Linked DNA regions of Mus musculus: all the other regions are linked to region 3. The links are chromatin contacts, called in public HiChIP or PLAC-seq and promoter capture Hi-C maps. All regions are on one chromosome and are shown on one strand. The core of a region is the stretch at or near the end of the contact, and the rest is flanking DNA. Distances in the headings are between cores, read along the strand shown.

Evidence for each region. Promoter capture Hi-C pulls out the DNA fragments that hold promoters and counts their contacts. HiChIP or PLAC-seq counts read pairs in DNA pulled down with a chosen protein or histone mark.
Region 1: a contact with region 3 is called in an H3K27ac HiChIP or PLAC-seq map of thymic regulatory T cells, with 10 times the contacts expected there. The contact joins the promoter of Cst7 here to the promoter of Gzf1 in region 3. A contact is called at or near these places in 2 of 39 promoter capture datasets (the C10 cell line and liver), 1 of 484 Hi-C or Micro-C datasets (CD4 T cells) and 1 of 115 datasets of contacts at active chromatin or transcription factors (thymic regulatory T cells).
Region 2: a promoter capture Hi-C map of pre-B cells shows a contact between it and region 3, with 4 times the contacts expected there. The contact joins the promoter of Acss1 here to the promoter of Gzf1 in region 3. A contact is called at or near these places in 10 of 39 promoter capture datasets (the C10 cell line, the HPC-7 cell line, HPC-7-derived erythroid cells and 6 more), 3 of 484 Hi-C or Micro-C datasets (CD4 T cells and CD8 T cells), 4 of 115 datasets of contacts at active chromatin or transcription factors (astrocytes, embryonic forebrain, large pre-B cells and 1 more) and 2 of 9 other capture datasets (embryonic stem cells and liver).

The regions. Positions count from the first base shown.
Region 1 is chr2:150,568,594-150,572,076 of GRCm38.p6, reverse strand. Cst7 (cystatin F (leukocystatin)) reads right to left here and starts at 1,662. Exons shown (of 4, transcript NM_009977.3): 1 at 1,492-1,662. The coding sequence starts at 1,558.
Region 2 is chr2:150,666,887-150,670,137 of GRCm38.p6, reverse strand. Acss1 (acyl-CoA synthetase short-chain family member 1) reads left to right here and starts at 1,898. Exons shown (of 14, transcript NM_080575.2): 1 at 1,898-2,253. The coding sequence starts at 1,941. E130215H24Rik (RIKEN cDNA E130215H24 gene) reads right to left here and starts at 2,644. Exons shown (of 2, transcript NR_040331.1): 1 at 2,181-2,644; 2 at 1,206-1,677.
Region 3 is chr2:148,679,798-148,683,378 of GRCm38.p6, reverse strand. It overlaps Gzf1 (GDNF-inducible zinc finger protein 1), which reads right to left and starts at 2,259. Exons shown (of 6, transcript NM_028986.3): 1 at 2,164-2,259. It overlaps Gm46771 (a long non-coding RNA gene), which reads left to right and starts at 2,435. Exons shown (of 2, transcript XR_001783505.2): 1 at 2,435-2,554; 2 at 2,934-3,101.

The DNA.
Region 1 (3,483 bases), core at 413-2,912, 1.9 Mb before region 3:
CATTCAGGTAAGAACCAGTTACTGGCATCTCAAAGGGCAGGCTGAAGGAAGTTCCAAACTTCTCAGATGGTGTATATGGGGCTTGTAGTATTCCCAGGTTCCAGTGTGAGGGTGGTGTTTATTTGGGTCTGGGCAGAGAGGCCTGAAGGGGGTGGCTCAGAGAAGCTGTTGAGGGCAGGTGAATGGAGAAGATTCCTTTCAGCTCACAAATTTGGGGGAAGTTAACGTGGTAGAGACAGGGAACTGACAGTCCTCCAATATCTCCCCCAACAGCTGTCCTGTGGTGTTAACTATAATGTGGTAGATGTGGCCACTCTGTTGAATTAGGCCTCAGAGGAGGCAAACACAGCATCGTCAAAACACCGAGTATAAAAAACCGAAACCCTAGGATCGGTGAGATAGCCAGTACCAATGTCTTCCCCAGATCTCTCACATAGGCCAAGAGGGCTTTGCAGCATGAACACCAGCTTCTGCCCAAGCTTCTCTCTGGACAACTGGGGCAGAGGAATCGTAGGTAGGCCAGGAAGGGCCTCCTAGTGAGCACTAAGGCCACAGGGAGCAGGGCATGGAGAGGCAAGGTCTGTGGCCTGGCCCGTGCTTAGTGCTGTCTCCTCTTTTACCAGTTAACTACCTCTTTGCCAATGACCCCCCCCCCCCGAGCTGCTGTGGTCCATCCTCATCCTCAGAACAGAAGCTCCCCTACCCATTACTGCCCTGTCTCCACAGTGCCCCATTCACAGCATCTACTTGGGTCTTGGATTTGGAGGCTATGCCCTACTGTGTCTCTACACTTACTTCTTTGCACCTAATTGCTGTGAAGGGGGATTCTATGTCCTTGGTGTCTCTTGGGTATTCCCTTTCACTGCCTCCCAGTGACCAGACCCAGCCTGCTTTAAGGAGGAAGAATGACAAAAGCCTTATGCATAAGCGCTGTCTTCATCTACTGGGAGATGGTCAGTTATCAGCTTTTTTGTCAGTTAGAGGCAGGGCCCTCAAACTTTATCTATGTGCTGAATCTGCTTGCTGGGGCAGACATCTTCCAGCTCTCTGTAGGGAAACAGGCACTCATGGCTGATGGTTAGCAAGTTAGCTAGCCTGGTTGCATCTCAGCTTTCCAACACAGGCGACTGCCACCCCTCACTGGCCACTAGCATGCTGACTTGCACAATACTTATCTTACTGGGGTCTCTGCAGTAAAGTCAGTTAGAAAAGTAAAGCTGTCAGATATAGACTGAGTGAGGCCCTTGAACAGAAGAGAACAGAAGTTGTTCTCTTTATCCCTGTGGCTGCTGTTATGCTTGATCCCTGATGTCTATTCTGCTTAGAAGTAGCTGCTGCCAGGATCCCCAGCCCCTTGCCAGGGTCTTTCTCAGGGTTCCAAGAGTGTCCTAAGAAAGATGCAAGACTAACAGGCCAGGGTCCCCATACTTCTACTACTAGAAGGTGGTCAGAACAGTACTCTGGGATGGGGCCAGATGACCCTTCTCTTACCTGGGGGGCGTGCCCCATGGGTGTCAGAAGTTAGGCAGCAGAGGGCAAGCAGAATGGCCAGCCACATGGCTGGGGAAATGCAGGGAGCATGTAGTGGGCCAAGTGCTCGGCAAGTACAGCTCCAGGACCAGGGCATGGTGGGGTAGCTTCAGTGGGGCGTGGTTTCTTGCTGAATCATTTTAACCAGAAGCGCTTCATCTTCAGGACTTGGGGCCACAAGAGCAACCACTTCCTTTAAAGAAGTTTCCAAGCTGTGATCATTTGCAGGGGGAGGCAGGGGGAGAGAAGTGAGACCCACGAGCGCAGCACCCTCTCTCCTTCCCAGGGTGGGAGGAGGCAGTTTCCTACCATTCACCACACACGGGGGATGCTGATGTGAAGAAACCAGGGGATTTTCAAAAGTAGTCACTTGACTGTCCTTCTACATTTATAGACTCTCTCCCCTCCTGCATTCTAGTATTCAGAATAGCCCCCTTCAAGAGACAAGAAACTATGCTGTCCGGGTCTGAGGGGTTATCTGCAGGAAAGCTATTCATACTTTCCAAAGTCCTTGGGAGGAGCATTGGCACGTGGCTTCTGTGCCTCAAACAGGAGCTCAGCACCGTGAGAGCTGAGATACTGATCATGGCCCACTCTGGGCTCAAAGCCTTCTAAGGAGATGAAATTACGTAGACAGAGGTCTGATTCTGGCCATGCCTCTACTTTCAGCCCATGGTTTGGAGTGGGTACCTATACCCAGTTATCTGAATCTGAATCTAGGCTTTGCTGTCATTAGACTAGGAACAGCCCATGCACCTCAGTTACCTCTGGGGACTTGTGAAACATTGGAGTTTCTTTTGCATAAAGGCTCAGGGTAGGAGGAAAGCAAGCTGTAATCGGCTTCAGTGTGGAGAGGTATATTCGTCTCTCAGAACTAGGCTAGGAAGGTAGTGTGGAAGGATGCCTGGGGTCTTACTTGCCCCCAGGAGACACATGGGCCTCCCAGGCTGCCTGACATACAGATATAGTCAGATCCTGGATGCTCGGGGCAGCGGTGGAGGGGGTCTGAGCCAGGTGAATTGTGCTGGATCCTACTAAATTCCAAACAGGGCAGATAGGGTCTGCGGGACATGGACAAACTATGTAATCTGAGGTCCCAATAGGTTTCTGGGTGCTGCAGGTAGTATTCAGTAAGTAGTAGCTGTTATGACAACCCCCCATGGTCCTTTCCTGTTTGATCTTGGGATCCTTATTTTTGGCTGCTAGGGTCTGGGACACAATGTCTTCAGTATAAATGGGATAGAGTAGTGCCCGCTTCAGTTTCAAACATCCACTGAGAGGTTGGGAGTCAGAACATAATCCACGTGTTGTATTTCTAGCAGTAACCAGAGCATCAGTAGTCTAGGTGGGAGCAGGAGATGGAGCTAGGCTGGCTGCTTGGTCTTCAGGCCAGTGTGGTGCAGTACAAAGATAATTCAGGGATTTGAATTCCCCGCCTCTGTGCTACATAAAGTCTGAAAGCTTCTGCGGAGTCCCTAAGGAGAACCTCATCTTGTATAGTTCTTGAGATTGTTGAAAATAAAATGCAGAGTCCCATCCTCCAGTTATCCGGAGAGACGTTGAAGTCCAGCTTTTCAGGAAGCTTTGGGAGTGAGAACACTGCTTGCAAAAGAATGGGATCCTGTACGTTGGAATGGAAGATTCCAGGGAAGCAGGGGTATTGAGCGCCTGAATTCTCAGTGAAAGAGGTGGTGTCCTCAGTGGGCTAATCCTGGGTTCTGAGCATGAGTTAAGGTCAGCTGTGGTGAAGTCCCTGAGGTACCTAAGGACTGTGCCTGTCCTTAGGTCAGCATGTAGACAGCCCCTGGGTACTAAGGATGCATTTTGGCCAGGGTGGGTCATCTCCTACTTGCTGGAGCTACACATGCATAGGTTGCAGAGTGCAAGTGGTCTTTGAGGTACTGCCCTTGTCCTCAAGCCAGATTGTGGCACAGGGCTTGAAGTGGCAAATGT
Region 2 (3,251 bases), core at 649-3,148, 2.0 Mb before region 3:
CAGCTAGCTACAGCTGAGTAATAAAGTTAAGATTATCTGAGACTTCTTCCAACCTCGCAAATCACTAGAAAGGCCTTTTGTGCTGAGGGTGAGGCTCCATACCTGGTATAGAGCAGCCAAGGTGGATGCACATCTGTCCAGAGCTGTTCCTGGTTGTGGGCTGGTGCAACTCAGTCTCTCTGTGGGTTCTTTGCCCCCAGAAGGCAGGACCAACTCCCTCACACCATGGCAGCTGGGAACCAACCAACCAAAAAAAAAAGAAGCAGCACACAGGGTTTCCTCAACACAGCCTTGGCATCTAGCCAGCCTGTCAAAGTATCACTTCTGCCATGTCCTCTGGAGTAAAGCTAGGAGGTCAGCTAGCCTGGATCTTCATCCTTTTAGAGGGTTATGCATGCTGACAGTAGAACTCAGGGCCTGTGCATGCTAGGCAGGTGTTTTGTCTCTGAGCCACACCCCCAACTCAGCTTCCACACCTCCAGCTCAGTCTCCTGGTCTTGGTGGAGCAGGAAATGCCGAGTACACACTGGAGGAGGAAGTGTTGGTGGGTATCTCTCAGACCACCTGGCAGAGTCTGCCCTTTCTCTTACCTATAGCTTTATGTGTTCAACTAAAATGTGCTCTTTTATAAGTCTCTTTTTATTAGCTTGAGTGCTTCCTTATTTATTCGAGCACTATGTAACCTTCTGTGTTCCATTGTTTTGTTTCTGGCCCTAGCCTAGCTTTTGGTTTGATTTGGTTTCTTAAGGTGGAGACTAGCAATGTTGTTCAGGCTACTCTCAAACTCATGGTCTCCAGGGTGTGATCTTTTTGCCTTGGACTCGTGAATAGCTGGGACCCCAGATGTGCACCACTGTGCCCACTTGCCTAACTTTTGAATTAAGGACAAGTGCTTGGCTGAGGGCAGGACATATGCCTGTGCTAGTTGTTGGCACCGCCTTCCTCCTCAGCAGCTTGCCCACAGTATCCCCTCCAAGGAAACTACCTATCTACAGCTGTCATTGCCAACAGGAAAAAGTCTTTGCCAGCCCGAAGAACTCCACAAACCAGTTTTCCAAAGTCTCCGACCTCTAGTGTTTATTTTTTTTATTATTTATTCACTTCTTAAGTATTTGGTAGAGACACATTTCTTTTTACTCTTGATTATTCAGTAACAAAAACTTGAACTTCATGACGGAGCTGATGGTCAACGAGGCCCAATGTGATATGGACATTGATTTATTCTTTCCCATAGCTTCCCACCACCTGGAATCAGCAAAGGGTCCCAAGGAAGTGGTACCTGCCCTGGCAGAGGTCAGCAGCTGGTAACCAAAATATTGTTACTGGACTCAGGCCTTCATAGCACCTCCTTTCCTGTTTGAAGGCCCCCAGGGTTGCTCATCAGCCCTTTAGCCCGCTGCGGGTGATTTATGTGTGTGTGGCATGGTTGTACAGGCCCACACCATTGGGAGAGGGCTTTACTCTCAGAAGGTCTCCTAAGGAGGAAAGCTTTGACTTCAATCTATGGTATGCTGAACCAACTGACGGTTCATCCACACCATCTGTGAGCTGCTTCGCTCTTATGACCACTTAGACGCGTTCCCAATCTTATCTCAGAGCGCTGCCTGTGTCCCAGGTCCGGAGGCTGGGCCAACCGTGTACTTGCAGCTTCTGTCGCCAGCCAGAAAGTTATTTGGTCTGTAAAAAGAGATCGCAGAAACCCAGGAAACTGAAGCCGAGAGCGCGGGCTAGCCCCGGACTGGGCGCACAACAAAACCTAGTTCTACCCACCTCCCGGAGTCCCTGTCCAGGAGGGAAGAGGTGGGAAGGGGCAGGCTCAAGGAAGCTGCTTCTCCGGGAGAGAAGTAGTGGGTGGTGGCCGCGGGGGCGGAGCCGGGGCGGGGCCGTGGAGACTCTTAGGGGCGCTCAGGCTACCGCACCCGCGTGGGGCGTCGGGCGAGATGGCGGCGCGCAGCCTCGGCAGCGGTGTGGGGCGACTGCTGCGTGGCCTGCAAGGGCGCTCTGGACAATCGGGGTGGTCACTGAGCGTGTCCCGCTCGACCGCCACCCGACTCCCGGGCTGCGTTCCTGCAGCAGCGCAACCAGGCTCGTACCCCGCGTTGAGCGCTCAGGCAGCCCAGGAGCCGGCCGCCTTCTGGGGGCCGCTGGCCCGTGACACACTAGTTTGGGACACTCCTTACCATACTGTCTGGGACTGTGACTTCAGGACGGGCAAGATCGGCTGGTTCCTGGGAGGCCAGTTGAATGTGTCTGGTGAGTGCCTTGCTGGGTCCAGCTCATTTTCGCCGAGACTCGGGAGGCTCCAGTCAGTAGCAGCTGCCCCCAGGCCTTGGCTCTTTTCTCCAGAATGCTTCACCACCCACCCTAATCCTTGGGTCACGTCACTTTGTTCTGTATTCCACCGGATCTAGAGACTGCAGCTGGCGAAGCAGCAGTTACCCTCCCAAGTCTGCAGCGCTGTCTCTAGCGGGAAACTGGGGATACCCGGTTTAACCTCAGAGTGTTCTACCCTAACACAGATTCTAGGGGGCTTTGTCTTCAGACACAAAGCTTAGGACCCCAGATAGGCCTAGATGGAGAGAGCCCATGCTCCAAGAGTCCAGGCTTTTCTGACTCAGGGCCCCCAGATCAGCAGGGTAAACGCAAAGTACATAGGTTGCTATCGGCAACTGCAGGTGCTAGGGCTCGAGGCTCCCCTGAGGACAAACCTTGCAGTGTAAACAGAGCTTGGTGGGTGCAGGAAGAAGAAAGTGTCAGCCCCTGGGAGGGAACTGCTTATCTCCTCCGGTTGGGGTATGTGGGCAGGAAGTTCTCGGTCTAAGAACTGCACCCCAAAAACAAACGTCTACAGTGTCAAAGGCAGGTGTAACTTCAGCTCTCCGGAGTCTGAGTCAAGAGGAGCTGAACTCAAAGCCAGCTTGGACTATGTACCAGCCTCCCCCTTGATCTCTAAACGAGACACATCAGTCACTCTAGCTGTCAGTTTTCTGATGAGCCCGGATTCTGCTGAGGGTGGAGGCAGGGAAACACACGGAGGAGCCGAGAACTGAAGGAGGGGTTGGACTGAGAGGGGCTGGACAGACAGGCTGTGTCTCTGGTGCACAGCAGAGGGTTGGGAACTTTTGCATTCCTGTGGGATGGGAGCGAGGGTTGGATGGGTCAGAGATGCGTAAGGGACGAACTGAAGGTCTTTAAGACGAGGTGGCAGGTGATGCTTTGTTTAAGGACCAAAGTTAGAGGTGGAATCTGGT
Region 3 (3,581 bases), core at 1,010-3,509:
GAAGACAGGAGTTCAAAACCAATCTTGGCCAACTTTGAGGCCAGCCGGAACTATATGAGACCCTATCTCAAAACAACAACAACCATTACTCAAAGATAGGGTGGAAGAGTTGGCTCAGCAGCTAAGAAAAGTACATGCTGTTCTTGCAGAAAACCCAAGGTTAATCCCAGCACCCACACTGGGTGACTCACAACTGCTCTACCTCCAGTTTTAGGGGATCTGACTTCTCAGACACCTGCATTCACTTGCACATACCCTAACAAAGAAATGTGCATAGTATTAAAAACAAAATGGATCTTAAAAAAAAAAACACATATAGAACACAGAGTCCAATTACACTTCACTTCTTATCAGTTTCTAAAGTCCCAGAAAGGCTTTCATGAGAAATATTCTCATGAAAACAATACTGGCAAGCCTTCCCCCAGTGCTGAGCACAAATGATAAGTTCACCTTTAGTGAAACTCATTAAGGCAGTAATTTGCTTATCAAGGTTATTTTCTAATCTACTCAAAGACATATTCCAAAGTATAGGAAAATTTACATCTAGTTGGGTTTTTTTGAGCAAGAAATTGTTATTTGATAATCACTTTTACCACTGAAAACAGCACTTCCTAGAAAAATAGCTTAAAACCCATCCTTATTTGCAATGTCCTTAAACACCAGGTAAACTGAGCTGCTCTCCTGAAATAATTCAAGTTCCAGAGCGTTTACAAACTGTGTAACCTTGAGCAAGTGGGAAGCTTCTCTGGACGTTCACTTCTTCCTCTTGAAGACCCAGCCATTCTGAGCCTTTATGGAACACAACATAGCAAACACTTCCAACTTGTCTGACCTTTGCTGGTTCATGGTGGGCTTCCTACACACCTGTAAAGGACATCTCATCTTACGGGTGACAGGCCAGTATGATTAGCTGGCTGATGGGCATCTTGAACCGGAGCCTCATGCCCGTCTTGGTTCAACTATAGTTTGTCAACAACCCCCTCAACTCCAGCTTCACCAAATGAAAGGTTATTCCCCTGCAGTTAACATATCCCCCAAGATTCCTGTCCTGGATTCCAAAATGCTAGCCCAACTTCCTGTCTTCTGCTTTGTGCACTCTTCTCAGAGTCCTCTGTCTCTGAATCTAACTTCCTTTTCCAGGCTTACATGGGTCTCCAAGTCTCCACCCTCCAGAGCATTCCTAGATCTCCTTCACCTGACGCTAGACATCACCTTGGATTCCATATGTCTACCTGGATCTGCCATTGCCTCTCCATTTCATTCAAGAGACCACTACCCAAAATCTCCAGTCTCAAACACAGAAAAGACTCCTAGAGAGTGCAATTGTAAATTTGGCACCTGTGGAATGTCATGTTGACTAAAGGGGACTCTACAGGGAACACTACCTACCTACAGAGGAAGCTTAAATAAAGGAAATACTGGTATGAGAGAGACAAGAGGCAAGTACTCAAGGGCCAATGCTCTTCAGAATCCCCGGCCCCAGCCTGAAGACTAAAGCTGAAGACCCCTCTTGGCCCGATGCCCATACGGCCAGCCTGATTTCCTAACACCTCGCCCTGGTCCCTCAAGGGAAATCGAAGTTCTTCCAGGAGATCTGGCAGCGACTTCACCATCAGCCAAGAAGGCCCTGAGCAGATTTCCCTGTTTACCTCCCCTGGGGGCAGACACCGGTCATAGCGAGCGGCTATTTGAGGTCTAGTGACAGCTGTGTTCCATTGTAACTCATTGGCATTCGGCCGTCTCAGGGTGGGCCTAGCCTCCTCACCAAGGTCGCCTAGTAGTCCCGGGGTCGGGACTCCCAGGCCAGGCCTCCAGGAGACGCTGTTCTCCGCAGCCTGCCCACCCTAGAGGGATCCTGGCTCTCAGGCAGGGAATAAAGGTCGGTGTCGGTGGCCTCTCTGACTGCACCACCTCTGACCCCACCTTGGCTACCCCGAGTCCCGGACCACCGATGATCTTCCAAAGCCGCAGGGAGAATGAACTCTGGCGGCAAGGTCCAGCCCTTCCTCCGGCCTCCAGAGTCCAGCCTGCGTGGTCATTTCGGCCTGTCCCGCCGCACCCCCGTACTCCCCGTCCTGTGCCTACATCCCCCACAGCCCGCCGCTCCAAGGGACAGAAGACAGAGGACAGCCTAGAAGACGAACCAGTCGGCAGCACGCTCACCTCTTAGCCAGTGCCTCCACGGACCCGTACCCTGGCCCAGGCCAGCAGGGACAGCGGACCGCAGGGTCCGCGGATTGGTCGCCACGAGCGCGCCCCGCCCCCTAGTGGGCTCCGCCCCCCGTAGGCTAGGAAGGCGCTGCGCGCGCACCTCCAGCTGCAAAGGCGGTTCCGGCCGTTGGTTACGTGATCTTACGTGAGTTTGAGCAGGGCCCCTAGCTAGCAGATCCCGGATTTACCACCAGCGTCTATCCAAGGCCGCGCCTGCGCAGAACACCGCAGTGGTTGGGGGCAGAGCTATTTGACAAAGTTGGGACAAGCTCCAGCTGCGCAGCTAGGCATTGGTCAGCAGGTTGCTGGAAGCAGGATTTTTCTAGCCTTCCGGGGTGCCTCGGTGGGTCAAGTCTTGGCGTAGGGCACGGCCGGGGTGGGATGGGAAGGCTGGCGCAGCTTTGTATTTCTTGAATCATTCCGCTTTAAATCCCACTCATGATCTTAATTAAAACCTGGTCATTAGAAAATCCTGCCTGACACTTCCAGTTCCCGGTAAATGTTGATCATGCTTCCACCTACTGCTAAAGCTTTACGAAGTCGCCTCCCTACTGCCACCAGCCAGCTAGACCTCTTCTTGCTGAGAATAGAATGTCTCTGGTCACTTCTTTCGTTGAACATTTAGTTTAGCGAAACAGTGCTTTTTCCTCCCTTTAAAATATATCTAATCCTCTAGAAAACTAACTGGCCTCTGTCTTAATACAGACCGTGTCTTTCTCTAGGGTGGAAGCCGGCTATTTCAAGTAGAAATGCCCACGAGATTGATAGCTCCTTCAACTTCCCAAATGCCTTGTTCTTTTAACTAGCTCCTGCTGCAAAGAGGCGATCTAGCCACTGAATTAAGCCAATTACCTGAAATAAAAGTTCTTACAAGGTGAAGTTAGTTTAAACTATGACTTCAATAGATATTGATGATTATATCTTGGAATACACGTGTGTGTGTGTGTGTGTGTGTGTGTGTGTGTGTGATAAGCCATAAACTGTTTTGCTACACAGAAGAATGAAATCTCGATTTACAACCCAGTTTGGAATATAAGTAAAACCATTTTGTGTGATTTGAAATAATGTAATGTTTTCAAGATGTGTTATGGAGCCAACCACATGGCAGCTCCTATGAGCCAAGCAGGCTTCGATATGCTGATGAACCAACCCTGAGCTGGGAGTCCCTTAATCTTTATAATAGCATGGTATTATAGGGAGTGTTTGTGTGAATAAACTGAGCATATTCAAAAGGGAAATCTATGTGTACGAAAAATGAGACAGAAGTATTTAAACTCTAGCTCAACAGGCTGAGACTGCTTTATTGGACCAGCAAGGGGCCCCGACATTTCTGTGGGATGAAAGTTGAGTGCATTTAGTTGGACTGGTGG